2 separate regions of the Mus musculus genome follow, and region 1 is linked to region 2. The links are chromatin contacts, called in public promoter capture Hi-C maps. All regions are on one chromosome and are shown on one strand. The core of a region is the stretch at or near the end of the contact, and the rest is flanking DNA. Distances in the headings are between cores, read along the strand shown.

Region 1 (7,802 bases), core at 3,353-5,852, 200 kb before region 2:
CATCTGTTCTGTCTTCTTAACCATGTGGGGCCCAAAGATCAAACTCAAACATGAAGCTTGGCAGCAAGTGCCATTACCCACTGAGCCATTGTGATTGCTATAGCTCCAGGCTGAGTATCTTCTGTCCCCAGTGCAAGAGAATCAGAGACACAAGAAGCACACAAGAGCTATCTTAGAGACCCACAGTCTTAACATGAAAATCATGTTGCATATGTATCCTTTAAACATGTGTTACTGGGGAATTGATTCCCTTTTTATGGGTTCTTGGTGTCGTTGATAGAAGCTGGGTGTGTTGGCACATGCCTTTTAATCCCAGCCATCAGGAGGCAGAAGCAGACTGGATCTCCAGGAGTTCAAGACCAGCCTGATCTGCATTTGGAGTTCCAGGTCAGCCAACGCTACACAGTAAGATTCTGTCTTTGGGGAAGAAAGAAAAAATTTTGTAATGGCCTTAAAGGAAGCTTGAGGGCCGTTTTATTAAAATATGAGAAAATAACAAGACAGGCAAATTGGAATTCGAGTAGCTTTAAGAGAAAGACAGGAAAGAAAGAAAATTGTGCATTTTGAGTTACATAGATCAGCCATAGGTCTGCAGGGAGCCGCAGATGTTAGAAGACTTCAGAGAAATCAGCCAGAGAGCGGGGAGAGCTAGAGCAAGCCTGCTTAGCATCCTGGCAAGTACCCAAGAAAAGACTGGAAGGAGAAAAGAAAGTTAGACTTTTGAGCCAGAACTCAGGAACACAGTCGGATGAACCATGAACCTGTGCAACAACTGCACAATAGAGAGGCTTATGAGACCTAAGGAGTCTCCTTAAAGGGAAAGTTCTCTCTCCATTTCCTTCACTTGTCTTCAGGCGAATCAGAGGTATCCTGGTTAAGGGAGGGGCATCCTGGCTAAGCGACTGTCTGGCTAGGTTGGATTAACTGTAAAGGGAGAGGGCAGTTGCATGTGGTGTCCTAGTATTTAAAGCAAACCAGAATGTTTCCTCTCCACCACGGGCCAGAGAAGAACTCAGATTCCATTCCTCTAACCAGGGAGAATTAGCTTTCCTCTGTGTGGCCCTTAACAAAGTGCTCCCTCCACCCTTCCATAAGGGAATGGGAGATGGAGTCCATCGTCAGAAGCCCCCAGGCCTGCTCACCTGCTCATGCCTATCTAGTTACCTAACATTGTAGTCAGGGGATTTGGGGTTTTTTTTTTGTTTTTTTTTTTTTTTTAAGTTTTGGAAGTTTGTTTTGTTTTTCAAGACAGGTCTCACTTATGTAACCCTGGTTTGCGTAAACCAGGCTATCCTTAAACTCATTGGGGTTCATCTGCCTCTGTGTCCATGTATGGGATCCGTGTGTTGGGTTCCCTGGAGCTAGTTACAGAGGATTGTAGCAGCCATGTGGATGCTGGGACCCTCTGGAAGGATAGCAAGTGTTCTTAACCATTTTGCCATCTCCACAGCCCCCTAGGGAAATGGCAAGTTTCCTACAATATTTGAGTGTACCTGTGTTATTTATGTCTATGATTTGTAAACATAGATAGGGTGTATAAAGTACAAGGATCATATTGCTGCTCAAAATTAATTTTAAAACATTTTGGACTTTCCCTTTTGGGTTCCTATTTCTTTGTTTGAGACAGGTCCTACTACTCTGTAGCCCAGGCTAGCTTAACCTCACTATCAAACTCAGGGTGTCCCCAGCTCACGGCTATCCTGCTCCTCCTGAATGCTGGGGTTATAAGCATGAGCCACCAAGCCCAGGAGGGTTTAATCTGTTTATGTCTTTCAGTGCTGAATATTAACCCAAGGCCTTGTGCATATGAGGCAAACACTCCACTACGGTATACATTTAGCCTATACTTTGAATTTTTAGAATAGAGATGTTCAAACTGCAATAGTTGTTCTAATATGATTTATTTATTCATGTTTGTTTGTCTGTTTAGTAGTATTTGGGGTTAATCCAGGGCTTCACACATGCTAGGCAAATGTTTTTACTACTGAGCTGTAAGCCAGATCCCTTTGTAACTCTGTATAGCCAAGGTTGGCTTTGAACTCCCGGCCCTTCTGTTTCCAACTCTGGAGTGCTGGGATTACATGCATATACCGCTTGGCACTTGTTATTTTAAGACAGGGCCCCACAGTCTGTAGCCCAGACATTCTCAAGCTTATAATCCTCCTGTCTCAGTCTCCCAGTAGCTGGGATCATAGGCAAGGCTGCTACAATAGTATTAAAATGACATCATTACATCATAGAAGCTCACATCAAATTGGAGAACCAGGGACACTTAACAGACCTTACTGTGGTAGTCCTCCAAATTCAGAGAATCCTCCGGGGATAGCCTGTGCCTAGATCAAATAAGATGGTGAGTCCAGATTTAAGGCAGATCAGCCTCTGCCCCTTCACTTCCAAGTGCTCCTACAAAAGAAAGGTTCTGAGCTGCCTTCACGCAACCATCCAAGCCTGAGGCTCGTGGAACACAGGCTGCTCTAAGCTCTAAGTCTCACAGGGGTTCAAGCCCAGCAGTTGCTGTTCTTCCAGAGTTCAGTTCCTGGTACCTGCATTGGGCAGCTTACAACTGCCTAGATCTCCCACTCCCGGGGGGGAGTCTGATGTCCCCTTTTCTGGCTCCCTCGAGCAACCTCACACACATATATATAATAAGTAGTTTTTTAAAATGGTTAAACACTCCTATTTAACCAAAGCAGTCTTATGCTACCACCCTCGGACATCTAATGTCTAGTCATCAAACAAAATGCCTGGGCAGGATGCTCTGGTCTCATCATGTAGCCCTGATAAGTCTAAAACTCTGAAGACCAGGTTTGTCCTTGAACTCAGTGATGGACACCCACCTCTGCTAGCAGTGAACATGCCTAGAAACCCATACGCATATTAGTGTGTGTGGCTTCACCCAGCTCCTTACCACCCACCTCCATCTTTCTCTGAGTCTTCCCTTTTTCTCCTCACAACCTACCGGGTCCCCTCAAGTCCACCTTAAGCATCTTGCAAGGAATAAAATAGCCTCCTGGTAGTCTTCCTCTCTCTAGGGACGTCGAACCACCCAGCCTGCAAGACTGTAGTATTTACATATGCAAATCACGATCCATTGCCGGCTCCTCCTCACTCCTGGGCCCCTTCTTTCCCAGCCTTAACTGTCTCTCTCTTTGTCCTCTGTGGCATTTCTTCTGCTTGCTTATTTCACTTTCCTCAGTGCTCACAAAATTAATCTTACACAAAGTAAGCACTTCCTAAATATTCATGAGGATGGAGAGAGGTCAGTAGGAGAGGTAGAATCAAAATGGACTCTGGGATAGTGCATTGCAATTTTCCTTTTAAACTCAAGGTAAGATTGTGTGTGTGTGTGTGTGTGTGTGAGAGAGAGAGAGAGAGAGAGAGAATTATTATTATTACTATTATTATTATTTTAAATGTAAGGGAATCTGGGCCTAATGGCACCGGCCTGTCATCTTCGACACTTGGAAGGCTAAAGTGGGTGTAGCACAGGTGTTTTGGTTTGCTTGGGCTCCAGAGTTCAAGGCCATCCTAAGCAGCTTCGTCAGATCCCATCTCAAAGCACTAGAGGGACCAGAAAGTAGTATGGTTCGGTCCATAAAGGCACAGGACCTGTGCCCAAGCCTGTTGACCCACAATGAGTGCCTGTGTGCTGCATACACACACAGAGTAAATAAAAATTATTTTTAGAAGATCGATATTTTCTTAAAAAAAAAAATAAGATCAAAGGACTGTTTGGATATGGTAGCACACACCTTTAATTCCAGTACTAGGGCTGCAGAGGCAGGAGGATCACTTTGAGTTCAAAGACAAACCTGGTCTTCAGAGAGAGTTCTAGACTTACCAGGGCTACATTATGAGACCGAGTCTCAAAGGGGAAAAGGGGGGCGGGGGAAATGGCTCAGCCATTGAGATCACTTTTTTTTTTTTTTTTTTTTGGTTTTTCGAGACAGGGTTTCTCTGTGTAGCCTTGGCTGTCCTGGAACTCACTTTGTAGACCAGGTTGGCCTCGAACTCAGACATCCACCTGCCTCTGCCTCCCAAGTGCTGGGATTGCCCGGCCCGTTGAGATCACTTACTGCTCTTGTGAGGTCCCAGTTCCCAGCACCCATGTCTAGTGATTCACAACTGCCTGTGACTCCAGATCCAAAGGGAATGTAAATGCTGCAGGGGGAGGCCATACCAGTTTGGGCTCAGTATTAGCTGCTTCCCTAGCCTGCGTGTGAGCCGGGGAAACATCCTCCTTTTGCTCTGAGGTGATGAGTGTCTCCAGACCCAGCAGCCAAGAGCTGAGTGAGGAGCTCAGAGGTAAAGCCTCGTCCAGCATATGCAAGACCCCCGGTTCAATCGCCAGCAGCAGAACAATAAACCAAGGCCAAGTAAGTAAGGCTTGAGTTCTGCCAACCTCCTAGGGAATCTCGACCTATCAGCTGAGGCAGGAGGATCATGGGTAATCTACTGCCAGCCTGGGCTTTAGAGGAGGGGCAAAGAGGGATAATCGCCAAGCAAAGCAGTAAATGGTGGGAGGACTAGGTGTGAACCTGGCCCCATTGAGAGGCGGAGCAGGAGGAATGCCAGCCTCCTTCCAAACACTGTGCTCTGCCCCGAGGGAGGGGATGGCCAAGCAGGGGGTAGAGCATGGCCCTCACTGACACCCAGGCCATGCACTCTGTATATTGATTGCCCTTATGGCCCTCACCCCATTACTCCCAGGTTTCCACGTGAGGAAGTAGTCTGGATAAGCAAGGTTGAGTGCTGGTGAGGGCCCGGGCCAGCATGACTTTGGTCTCTTACACTTGAAGATGTAAAGCTCAGGGCTGGTAGAGTCTTGGTGCCCAAGCTGTTGCCACAAAATCTTTTGCCCTTCACTGGGCCTGAGGAAATGGAGGGGGGCAGGTTTTGTTTATTCGGTTTGCAGAGCTGGGGCTTGGTGGTGTTCCCTCTGTGACCAGCAGGGGGCAGTGGTGCTTCTCCTAATCTGATCCAGGTGGGGCTTGGAGGGAAACACCCTGGGCCACCGTGGCTTCAAATTCTGTGGCGCCTCTAACTCCATTTCCATGCTCTGCCCTTGCCCCCTGGCTCCAGGACTTCTCTAGTTGTCTGTCAGTTTCCCATCCTACAGGGTCTCAAAGACTACCTTAAAGATCTTCCACTTGTATGCTGAACCTCAAATTCAAGCCTTTCAGTTTCTGCCTCCTGATATATGTGTGTGTGTGTGTGTGTGTGTACATATATGCCTTACTCTTCAGGTCAGTAATTATGACTGCCTTCTGTTTGCGGGACAGCAGTTCCTGTCGAGCCTTGAAAGCACTCCCAGGCTTCCCTCTCTTGAGTAACAGGCAGACAGGAAAACCTGGCGGAAGGGGGAAGGAGACAGTTCCCAGAACGAAAAGCCTGTTTCTCCACAGCCTTGCCTTATCCCTTCCTCTCCACCTCACCCTAGTGAGGAGCTGGGACGGGAGGGAAGAATGGAAGGCCACGAGGGAGCTCCCAGGACTGAGGGCCGCTTTAGAGCTGTCGATCCATCCATCTTTCGGGGCGACTGCACCCTCAGAACTCTCCGCCCTCCCTAGGCTCCAGGGCTCCCTCCTTCCATTCCCCGTGGTGGCAGCAGCCTTGTAATTTAAAGCTCTCCCTGTCGCCTCTAATGCGATCCTCCGGTTTTATTGACTCGCTCTGCGGTCTGTGGCGCCCCTTCACATCAATCTCCGCTCTAATCACACGGCTGCCACTGCCTGCTCTGCGGAGGCCCAGCCCTTTCCTCTACTGTCCCCCACCTCCAGAACACCAGCCGCCTTCGCTCCAATTCCTTCTGAGCTGTAATGTCATGGTCTGTGGCGGCTGCCTTCTGCCTCTACCCTCCTGTGAGACCAGGCCCACGGGAGAGCTGCTCTTAAGAAATGCTGGGAACCACAGGAAGAAATGGCTGTGGGACAGGGGTGACTGAGAATCTTGGCTAGGGATAGCAGGTAGATGAGCCCCGATTTTTTAGAGGCTTTCGTGCCATCAACAGTTCAAGGCAAGAAGGGCAAAACAAAAAGGGGGCTTAGAGCTTCAGAGGGGGAAGTCAGAAGCGGGAGGCAGAAGGATTAAAAGTGGGGAACACCCTGGCCACAAAAGTCTAATCGCTAGTGCGCGGTGGGAGAAACTTCGGAGAAAGGGACGAGGGAAATAGGTAGGGGAGAGATAAATTTGCAATGGAAATTCTCTCCTGAAGAGGAGGGATAGGCTGGGAGGTAGGGAAGAGATTTGCAATTTTAAATAAGCCACCAGCTGACCTACCCGGCTGTGTTACGGGTCTCACCCACAAGCTGGCCAAAAGCTGAGCCCCTTTGGTTTCTACTTAGCAACCCAGCAGTCCTTTTCTAGTAGGAGAATTAAGCTTTAGAGAGAGCGGGAATCTGGGAGTTACTCCAGGGTCGGGTCCTATTCAGGCTGCCTCTGAGCTGTGATGTAGCACTGTGAGTGGAGAGCCAAGAGGGAGCTGAATGCTTGTAAGCGGGGCTCGTCTGCTGCCCCGGCAGGTGAGTTAAAGGGCCCACCATGTCAACCCTCAGCTCTCCCTATCTAGTGGGGCCCAGCCTGTGGAAATGACTGAACCCTCACAAACCAACAAACTTAGCATCCTCTGTCCCACCAAGGATCCTCAGAAGGAATGCCTTTCTCCATCAATGCTAGGGCTCCACCCCCAGCCCCACCCAGATTCGTCATTTTCCTTTGATTTCCAGGTACTTATTTGCATCTCATTAGCATGCTAGTTCTGCCCCTCAAGGTTCTTGAAGGTTCTGACTCAGGCCAAGCTGGATTCCCAGGGGCAGGAGGGAAGAGGGAAGTGGGAAAGCAACCAGGCTCCTGGACCAAGGACCCATATCAAATCTGGGACTCTGGAGATGAGGGTTAAGGACGGCCCAAGGAGTAAGAGGCCACCCCCTCGCCCTTTCTCTGAACCAGTGTGGCCTGAATGTTAGACAGTTTATCATTAGAGATTGTTGTTGATTCAGAGAGAAAGAGGAGTTAGATGGATTCATGGGGAACTGATAATTTTGAAGAAGGCCTGACAGCTCCTCCCACACACAAACCAACCTCCCTCCCCGCTCCTAACCCCCTCTAACTCTACAGGGTCTCATGTATCCTAGGCTAGTCTTGAACTTGCTGTGTAGGCAGGACTTCTGATCCTCCTGCCTCTACTGCCCGAGTACTGGAATTACAAGCATGAACCTACCCCCAGCCCCCAACTGATGCAGAGCTGGGAACTGAGCCCAGGACTGCTTGCATGCTAAGCAGCCCTACTGTGTGCTAAGCTGTTCCCCCATTTTGGAGCCCAGTTACTATCAGTAACCTTTGAGAATGCTGTGCAATGCAGTGAGACCCTGATAAGTCCTTTAGCTGGTGCCAAGACCACGCTATAAATACTTGAACAGCTGCTAGTACCATTATTACTAGGACTTGTTACTAATATTTGTATCTTCAATTTGGAGAGTAGAGAGGGCTACAAAGGAGCGAGCTACTGTCTTCCAACTAGCCAAAGAACTTCCTTAAACTTGGCACGTCCCTACTAGTCTGGATCTGGAATACAGTGGAGAAAGGTTCGTGCCAAGAAAAGCAAAAAGACTTTGCGGAGGGGCTGGACCTGGGGATCTTCCCCAGGACTCATTCATTAGCATGACAGCACATACCTTGGAGAGTAGAGGCAGGAGGATTCAGGGTTACTCTCAACTAGCTGAACTTAAGGCTATAGCCTGGGTTATGTGTGAACTGGAATGTCTGTGTAATCGTAGAGAGCTAAGAAAACAGACAGGCTCTCT
Region 2 (6,875 bases), core at 466-2,965:
CTGGAATTCACTCTGTAAACCAGGCTGGTCTCAAGCAGAGACCCTGCTTGTTCCTGCTTCCCAAGTCCTGGGATTAAAGGAGTGAACCTCCATGCTCAGGTCACTTAATTTTTTTTAATTACGTGCTGTGTGTGTGTGTCCAAGCGGGAGCTATGTTCATGTGAGTGCAAGTGTCCCTGGAGGCTAGAAAATGGCACCAGATTCCCTGAAGCAGTGCATTCTCTTACCACTGAGCCAGCCTTCCAGCCCCATACTGTCCACTTCTATATTAGATGCTAACATTATCATTTAACAAAAATACCAGTGTCGCCATTATTATCGATTATATTTTAATGCTGTATAAAACTAAATGAATAGAAGAGTGAACTCTAGAATTTGGCTGCTGAGGTCCTAATCCTAGCTCCACAATTGGTAACTATCTGACACTCCCTGGGCAAGATCTTTTCCCTCTCAATTTTCTCCTCTGTAATATTTGGGTGTTTATTTGTTTGTTTTTGTTTTTTTGAGTTATTGTTGTTGTTGTTTTAGTTTAGGGGGGGGTGAGACAGGGTTTCTCTGTGTAGCCCTGGCTGTCCTGGAACTCACTTTGTAGACCAGGCTGGCCTCAAACTCAGAAATCTGCCTGCCTCCTGAGTGCTGGGATTAAAGGTGTGTGCCACCAAGCCCGGCCTTGTTGTTGTTGTTGTTTCTGTAATATTTGTAACAATTGTAAACACTATAATAATGCCTAGTGTTCTGTATTATAAAACCCCATAGAAAGCAGGAGCATGGCTCGGCAGTTAAGAGCACATAACACTCTTCTAGAGGCCCTAGTGTAATTTCAGCACTCACTTATACCAGCTCACACCTACCTGTAATGCCAGTCCCAGGCTATCTGATGTCCCCTTTTGGCCTCTGTGGGTACCTGCATTCCTGCATACATAACCCCCTAACACCATGCAGATAACTGAAAATGAAACAAATCTTTGTGAAAAAAAAATCAGAAGAGAAGTTATAAAATATTTGACATACCATTGTCACTAGTGTATTTTTCAAAAATAAAATGGAAAATAGCCTGTCCTGTGTCCTTCTTGGAAGAAGGGCAACTCTCAATAACTGGAAGACCTACCATGTATAAAAACGGTCATGAATCAGAAACAGTCTTCACGCTTGAAAAGACTTACAGATAAGAGATCAGAATTATTTTTGTTTGTTTTAATGATTGAGAAAAATCAAGGTCCAGAGAAGTTATTCCTTTCTCAAGGTCACACAGCTAATCAGCGGGGGACATAGGACTGGAAGCTAAGTGTTCTCATTACTTTTCTCAGTAGCCAGTGAGCCAATGCCACCGCGCATCCTTTTGAGTCTTCCACTAAAGACTCTTATCTAGGATTCACGCCCTTTCAGTCACTACACCCAGTGCCATCGGGCTTCAAACCTGTAGCCTGGCTTTAAGAAAACACTGAGCCCTAAGGAGAATTAAACCCTCAGCATTTTTAATTTTCCCGTGCCAAAAGAAAAAAAAGAAAAAGGAAAGGTTACTCTTTTCTTCCTGCTTTAACCCTTCTTATATAGGAGTAACTCATCTGGGACCCCAGATGGAAGCAGTCACGCCCCCTGGTGCAGCAGTGAAGATGGATACCAGCCACCTGTCAGAGGGCTGTGGGCGGGGGCCGGGTCAGCGAGGCCCGCAGAACTGAAGGGTGAGCGGCGCCGCTGAGCGCACGCTCAGAGCAGAGAGCTGGAAGCGAGCAGGACGGATAGTCTGACACCGGGGCTGGCCGCCAAAGGAAGGGAAAGATGGTCAAGGAAACCGAGCAGGCAGGGTACGCGGGCTGACAGCAAGGAGAGTCCGCAGCCAGCTGCTGCTGAGCAGCCCTACCTACACCTTATGCTCGGGCATAGAGCCGGCAGCAGAGCGAGGACGCGCCGGGCACTGTGCGCTAGCCCCGCTGGGGCTCAGGGGTGACATGTCCCACGAGCGGCCACCGCGCACGGATATACCCCGCAACCTGAGCTTTATAGCGGCATTGACCGAGCGGGCGTACTACCGCAGCCAGCGGCCCAGCCTCGAGGAGGAGTCGGAGGAGGAGCCCGGGGAGGGCGGGACCCGGCCAGGCGCCCGCTCGCGGGCTCACGTTCCGGGTCGGGGGCGCAGGGCCCGCTCTGCGCCCGCGGGTGGTGGCGGGGCGCGGACAGCCCGCAGCCGCAGCCCTGACACTCGCAAGAGAGTGCGTTTCGCCGACGCGCTGGGGCTGGAGCTGGCCGTGGTCCGGCGCTTCCGCCCTGGGGAACCGCCCCGGGTGCCCCGCCACGTGCAGGTGCAACTGCAGAGGGACGCCCTGCGCCACTTCGCGCCGTGCCCGCCGCGAGCCCGCGGCCTCCAGGTAGGCGTCCCGTCGTGCCCCGGCCCCGGGCCTCAGCCTTCCCTCTCGGGAGTCCCCGCCCTGACCTGCCTCCCCGCCCTCTCTCCTCAGGAGGCGCGCGTCGCCCTGGAGCCAGCCCTGGAGCCCGGCTTCGCCGCCCGGCTGCAGGCGCAGCGCATCTGCCTGGAGCGCGCAGACGCGGGCCCTCTGGGCGTGGCCGGGAGCGCGCGCGTGCTGGACCTGGCCTACGAGAAGCGCGTGAGCGTGCGCTGGAGCGCGGACGGCTGGCGCAGCCTGCGGGAATCGCCCGCCTCCTACGCGGGTCCAGCTCCGTCCCCGCCGCGGGCTGACCGCTTCGCCTTCCGCCTGCCCGCACCTCCGGTCGGCGGAACGCTGCTCTTCGCCCTTCGCTACCGGGTTACCGGCCGAGAGTTCTGGGATAACAACGGCGGCCGAGACTACGCGCTCCTTGGGCCCGAGCATCCTGCCGGTGCCGGAGCCGCGGAGCCCCAGGGCTGGATCCATTTTATTTGAGACAAGGCTCCTACAGGCCACAGCAGGGAAAAAAAACGGAGGCATCCAGGCGTAGGGGGAGAGGCTGTGGCGCCAGGAACCAGGGAGTCACAATTGGCAGATGGGTGGAGAGCGGTCTCAGAGTCAAGCGGAGGTGGCTGGAAACCGCCTGCGAAACTCAGAGAGATTTGGGTGGAAAACAGCAGGTGTGCGTAAGTGGAAGGAACTCGAAGAATGCGAGATAGAAGGCCCTGGAAGGTCAAGAAGCCTCCTTGGGCTGGGAACCTTTATGGACTGAGGAGCCTTGATGTATAAAGTCCAGCCCAGTGAAGTCATTCGGATTGCTTCTTACTGGCCTTACCACCCCACGTCCCTCTGTCCTGCCCATCCTAGCTTCATCTGAGCCGAAATTGCCTTGCTTAACTCCAGGAATTTGACCATTGCCTTCTGGCAGTATGACAGGATGTCCTCGTCTCTCAGCAGTTCGTGGCTTCAGTCTTCAAGGACAGGGGTTGCCGGGGGCTATGACAGTTTGTTCTTTTTGAGTTCCTTCAGCCACCAGGCAAGCACTAGGAATAAGGACGGTGGCAAAAGTAACTCCCACCCTGCCCTTGTAGCCAAATAGTGAGACATCTAAGGGGTTCACATAGGCTTCCAGAAAAATGAATGCCAGCCTTACTTTTCCGGGCGTCTTCTTAAAACCTCTAAGCACTTTATGTCAAGGGACGGTGAATCATGAAAATCCCTACTGATTTTTTCTTCGTGCCTCTTAAAAAGAGGAAACCACTGAGTATCTGTATGGTTGAGCATATTTCTTTGTGTCTTTGGGCTCCGTTTTCCTCTGTGAGAAGAAAGTGGAGTTAAGTGGTTCCCTAAGGCCCTCTCCTCCTCTTCCACCTCCTCTTCTCTCCTCCTCCTCTCTCTCTTAAGGCTACTTTTCCCTTATTTTCTTTTCTAGATTTATTTATGTTATGTGTGATTACACTGTCACTGTCTTTTGACACACCAGGGTGTCAGATCCCATTACAGATGGCTGTGAGCCACCATGTGGTTGCTGGGAATTGAACTCAGGACCTTTGGAAGAGCAGTCAGTGCTCTTAACCACTGAGCCATCTCTTCACACACCCCCCCCCTTTTTTTCTTTTTTAAAAGACTTATTTATTATTATATATAAGTACACTGTAGCTGACTTCAGACACACCAGAAGAGGGTGTTAGATCTCATTTCAGGTGGTTGCTGGGATTTGAACTTAGGACCTTTGGAAGAGCAGTCAGTGCTCTTACCCACTGAGCCATCTCACCAGCCATCTCATTTTTTTTTTTTCTTAAGGCTGCCTTTCTTTCAGCTACCTTTTCTTAGGACCAACTGATCTTCCTTCCTTCTTCCCTCCCTCCTCTCTCTCTCTGTCTCTCTCTCTCCCTCTCTCCCTCCCTCCCTTCCTTCCTTCCTTCCTTTTGGCTACTTTTCTTCTTTTCTTTGTTTCTTTCTTAAGGCTACCTCTCTCTTCTCCCCTCCCCTCCCCTCCCCTCCCCTCCCCTCCCCTCCCCTCCCCTCCCCTCCTCTCCTCTCCTCTCCAACATGTTCTCTAGCCCAGGCTGGCCTCCAATGTACAGCCCTCCTGCCTTAGCCTCTGCTGTGCTGGGGGTTATTGGTCTGACCCACTATGACCTTTCTGGCATTTTATGGTCTGTTTATGGCACAGTATAGATTAGAAAGACATCTTTCAGCAAGCCAGGTGTCTCGTGGCACATACAGGAATGCTGTTTTGAGTTTGAGGCCAGCCAGGGCTAGGGCTACATTTGACTCTCAGAAAATTGAAAGAAGAAGAAGGAGAAGAAGAAACAAGACTTACCCAGTGCCCTGAGCCTGTGGCTGCAGATGAGCATAGTTCAGATGACCCAGGACCCAGGCAGCAGCCAGCAGAGAACCCCAGTGGATCTGTAGCTCCTAAGCCATAGCTCACCCTGTGCCCTTTGGATTTCGCTCTTTCCTCCACAGACTTCCAGTCTGGGCTCCCAGAGGAAAATGGGGAAGAGTCCAGCTGTTAGGAAAAGTGTTGGCGTGGGATCCCTAGAAGGAGACAGTGTTGAAACTCTGGAGGATAAAGGATTATGGGTATGAGAGATAGAAAACAAGAACGAAATGGCACCAGAAGGTGGCATTTTGAGCCATACCCCAAGCCAGTGAAATGGAAAACAGGGAATCTTCTGTGATAGCCACCCTCAGGCCATGCCCTTCCTGAGGGGGAGTCAGGCCTGCTGCTTGTTTGCCTTGCCTTGCTCCCCCCCCCCACCACTTGTTTCTTTGACCATGTAGGACGCTTATCTTTAGTTCCTCTCTTCACCCATGTTGGTCTCCCTTTCCCTTGAGGTGGATGGGAGCGGTAGCTTCTTTCCTCTAAGGCCATTGTTGATCCACCTTCCTCAGGCACCTCTCTAAAGGGGAAAGAATTCCTAATGTCACAGTTGAACAAGGACCTCCCAGGTAACTAACTGGCTTCCCACACCCCTTTCCATTGCCAGCATCTTGAATGGTTTCTCACTTCCCCTCTTCTCTGCCAGGTACCTATACGTACACTCAGAATTCAGTTTGGGGCTCGTTCTTTGGCCCCTCTGGTCATGCCTCAGATAAATGCCTATTTACGCATCATCTTCCCTTGAGAAGAAGATGGTTGGATGCATCTGTGGACCACCTTCAGGTTCAGCAAAGTAAAAGGAAGAACTCTCTTGGAAACTCCCAAACAATGCACTCTCTAGTCTTCAACAAGGAGCCCAGGGAGACGGGGTTGAGGGTCAGGTGTTACAACATCATCCTTAATGTGTGTGCATTATTGTTGCGTCATATTAACAATAGTAACAGCTCCCATTTAACTTTTGTGTGCTAAATGTTTTACATGCATGTTTAAAGCGGCACTGGGACTTGAGCACTGTTATTCCTGTTTTAGAAATAAGTCTAAGCTCAGTAATTTGTTCAGGACTGTAGGATTGTGATCCCAGGAAGTCCCACGAGTCTGTGTGTAACCGTGGTGGTATGTATTTTTTTTTCTTTAAAAACAAAATTAAAAACTTTGCTACATATCTACCATTTACCATAGGGAAAGACCATTGTTCCTCATTATGCTGTGCCTTCCTGTCCTCCAAAGGCCCCAGACTTTCCCCTGCTGTCTCCTGTGCCAGCATTCCAGCTCTGCAGGGTCAGCAAGCAGCATCCCACCTGCGTGCTAGAGAACTTGGAACCTACTGAAATGTCAGGCTCCATATAGGGGGGCTTCTGTCCTGGCTCTGGCCAACCCACCATACCATTGGGTGCACCTCCTTCCCTCCCTCCACATCCGTTACCCTTGCCCAGGTAAATTATTTGATGTTTCCTCAAGAATGGTTCCAAACTTAGGGTAACTGCTAGGTGTCTTTGCTGGGCTTTCTTCCTGGGACCTCCTGGTAGTATTGAGTGGGTGAGTATGAGCTTGGGCCAGGTCATAGGGCAAAGGTCATCATGAGCTCTCTGTAAGAGTACCATGGCTCATTCACACCCCTGTCTTCAGCTATATAGAACAGGAGTCTTAAAGTTTGTTTGTTTGTTTGTTTGTTTGAAGTTTTTGCTCATTGTTTGTTTTATTTTGTTTTTTGTCTTTTTTTCCAGACAGAGTTTCTCTGTGTAGCCCTGGCTCTCCTGGAACTCACTCTATGGCTTACATATAACCAATAAATAAATCTTAAAAAAAAAAAAGATTTACTTATGTGAGTACACTGTAGCTGTCTTCAGACACACATCAGAAGAGTGCGTCAGATCCCATTACAGATGGCTGTGAGCCACCACGTGGTTGCTGGGAATTGAACTCAGGACCTCTGGAAGAACAGTCAGTGCTCTGAGCAATCTCTCCAGCCCTTGTTTGTTTGTTTGTTTGTTTGTTTGTTTGTTTGTTTTAGAAGGAGTTTCTCTGCATAATACTGGCTATCCTGGAACTCATTCTGTAGACTAGGCTAGCCTCCAGCTGTAGACTAGGCTAGCCTCCAGCTC

What was found. Promoter capture Hi-C pulls out the DNA fragments that hold promoters and counts their contacts.
Region 1: a promoter capture Hi-C map of embryonic stem cells shows a contact between it and region 2, with 3 times the contacts expected there. The contact joins the enhancer-like site here to the promoter of Ppp1r3e in region 2. A contact is called at or near these places in 13 of 39 promoter capture datasets (the 3T3-L1 cell line, the C10 cell line, cranial neural crest and 7 more), 1 of 15 datasets of contacts at CTCF or cohesin (CD8 T cells), 4 of 484 Hi-C or Micro-C datasets (CD4 T cells, effector CD8 T cells, ganglionic eminence and 1 more), 12 of 115 datasets of contacts at active chromatin or transcription factors (acute myeloid leukemia, bone marrow-derived macrophages, craniofacial prominence and 8 more) and 3 of 9 other capture datasets (adipose tissue, liver and pancreatic islet).

Annotation. Positions count from the first base shown.
Region 1 is chr14:55,076,586-55,084,387 of GRCm38.p6, reverse strand. The region is part of intron 1 of Zfhx2 (zinc finger homeobox 2); the gene reads left to right. Among named protein-coding and RNA genes, the nearest start is that of Zfhx2, 12 kb to the left of the region's middle. Within about 2 kb of position 4,602, at least 98 of the 459 cell types and tissues checked have an H3K27ac peak or open chromatin away from gene starts, as enhancers often do. A contact at or near this core is called in adipose tissue, bone marrow-derived macrophages, craniofacial prominence and 9 more, where this site is marked.
Region 2 is chr14:54,872,378-54,879,252 of GRCm38.p6, reverse strand. It overlaps Ppp1r3e (protein phosphatase 1, regulatory subunit 3E), which reads left to right and starts at 1,715. Exons shown (of 2, transcript NM_001167908.1): 1 at 1,715-2,366; 2 at 2,457-3,656. The coding sequence starts at 1,950. The coding sequence ends at 2,879.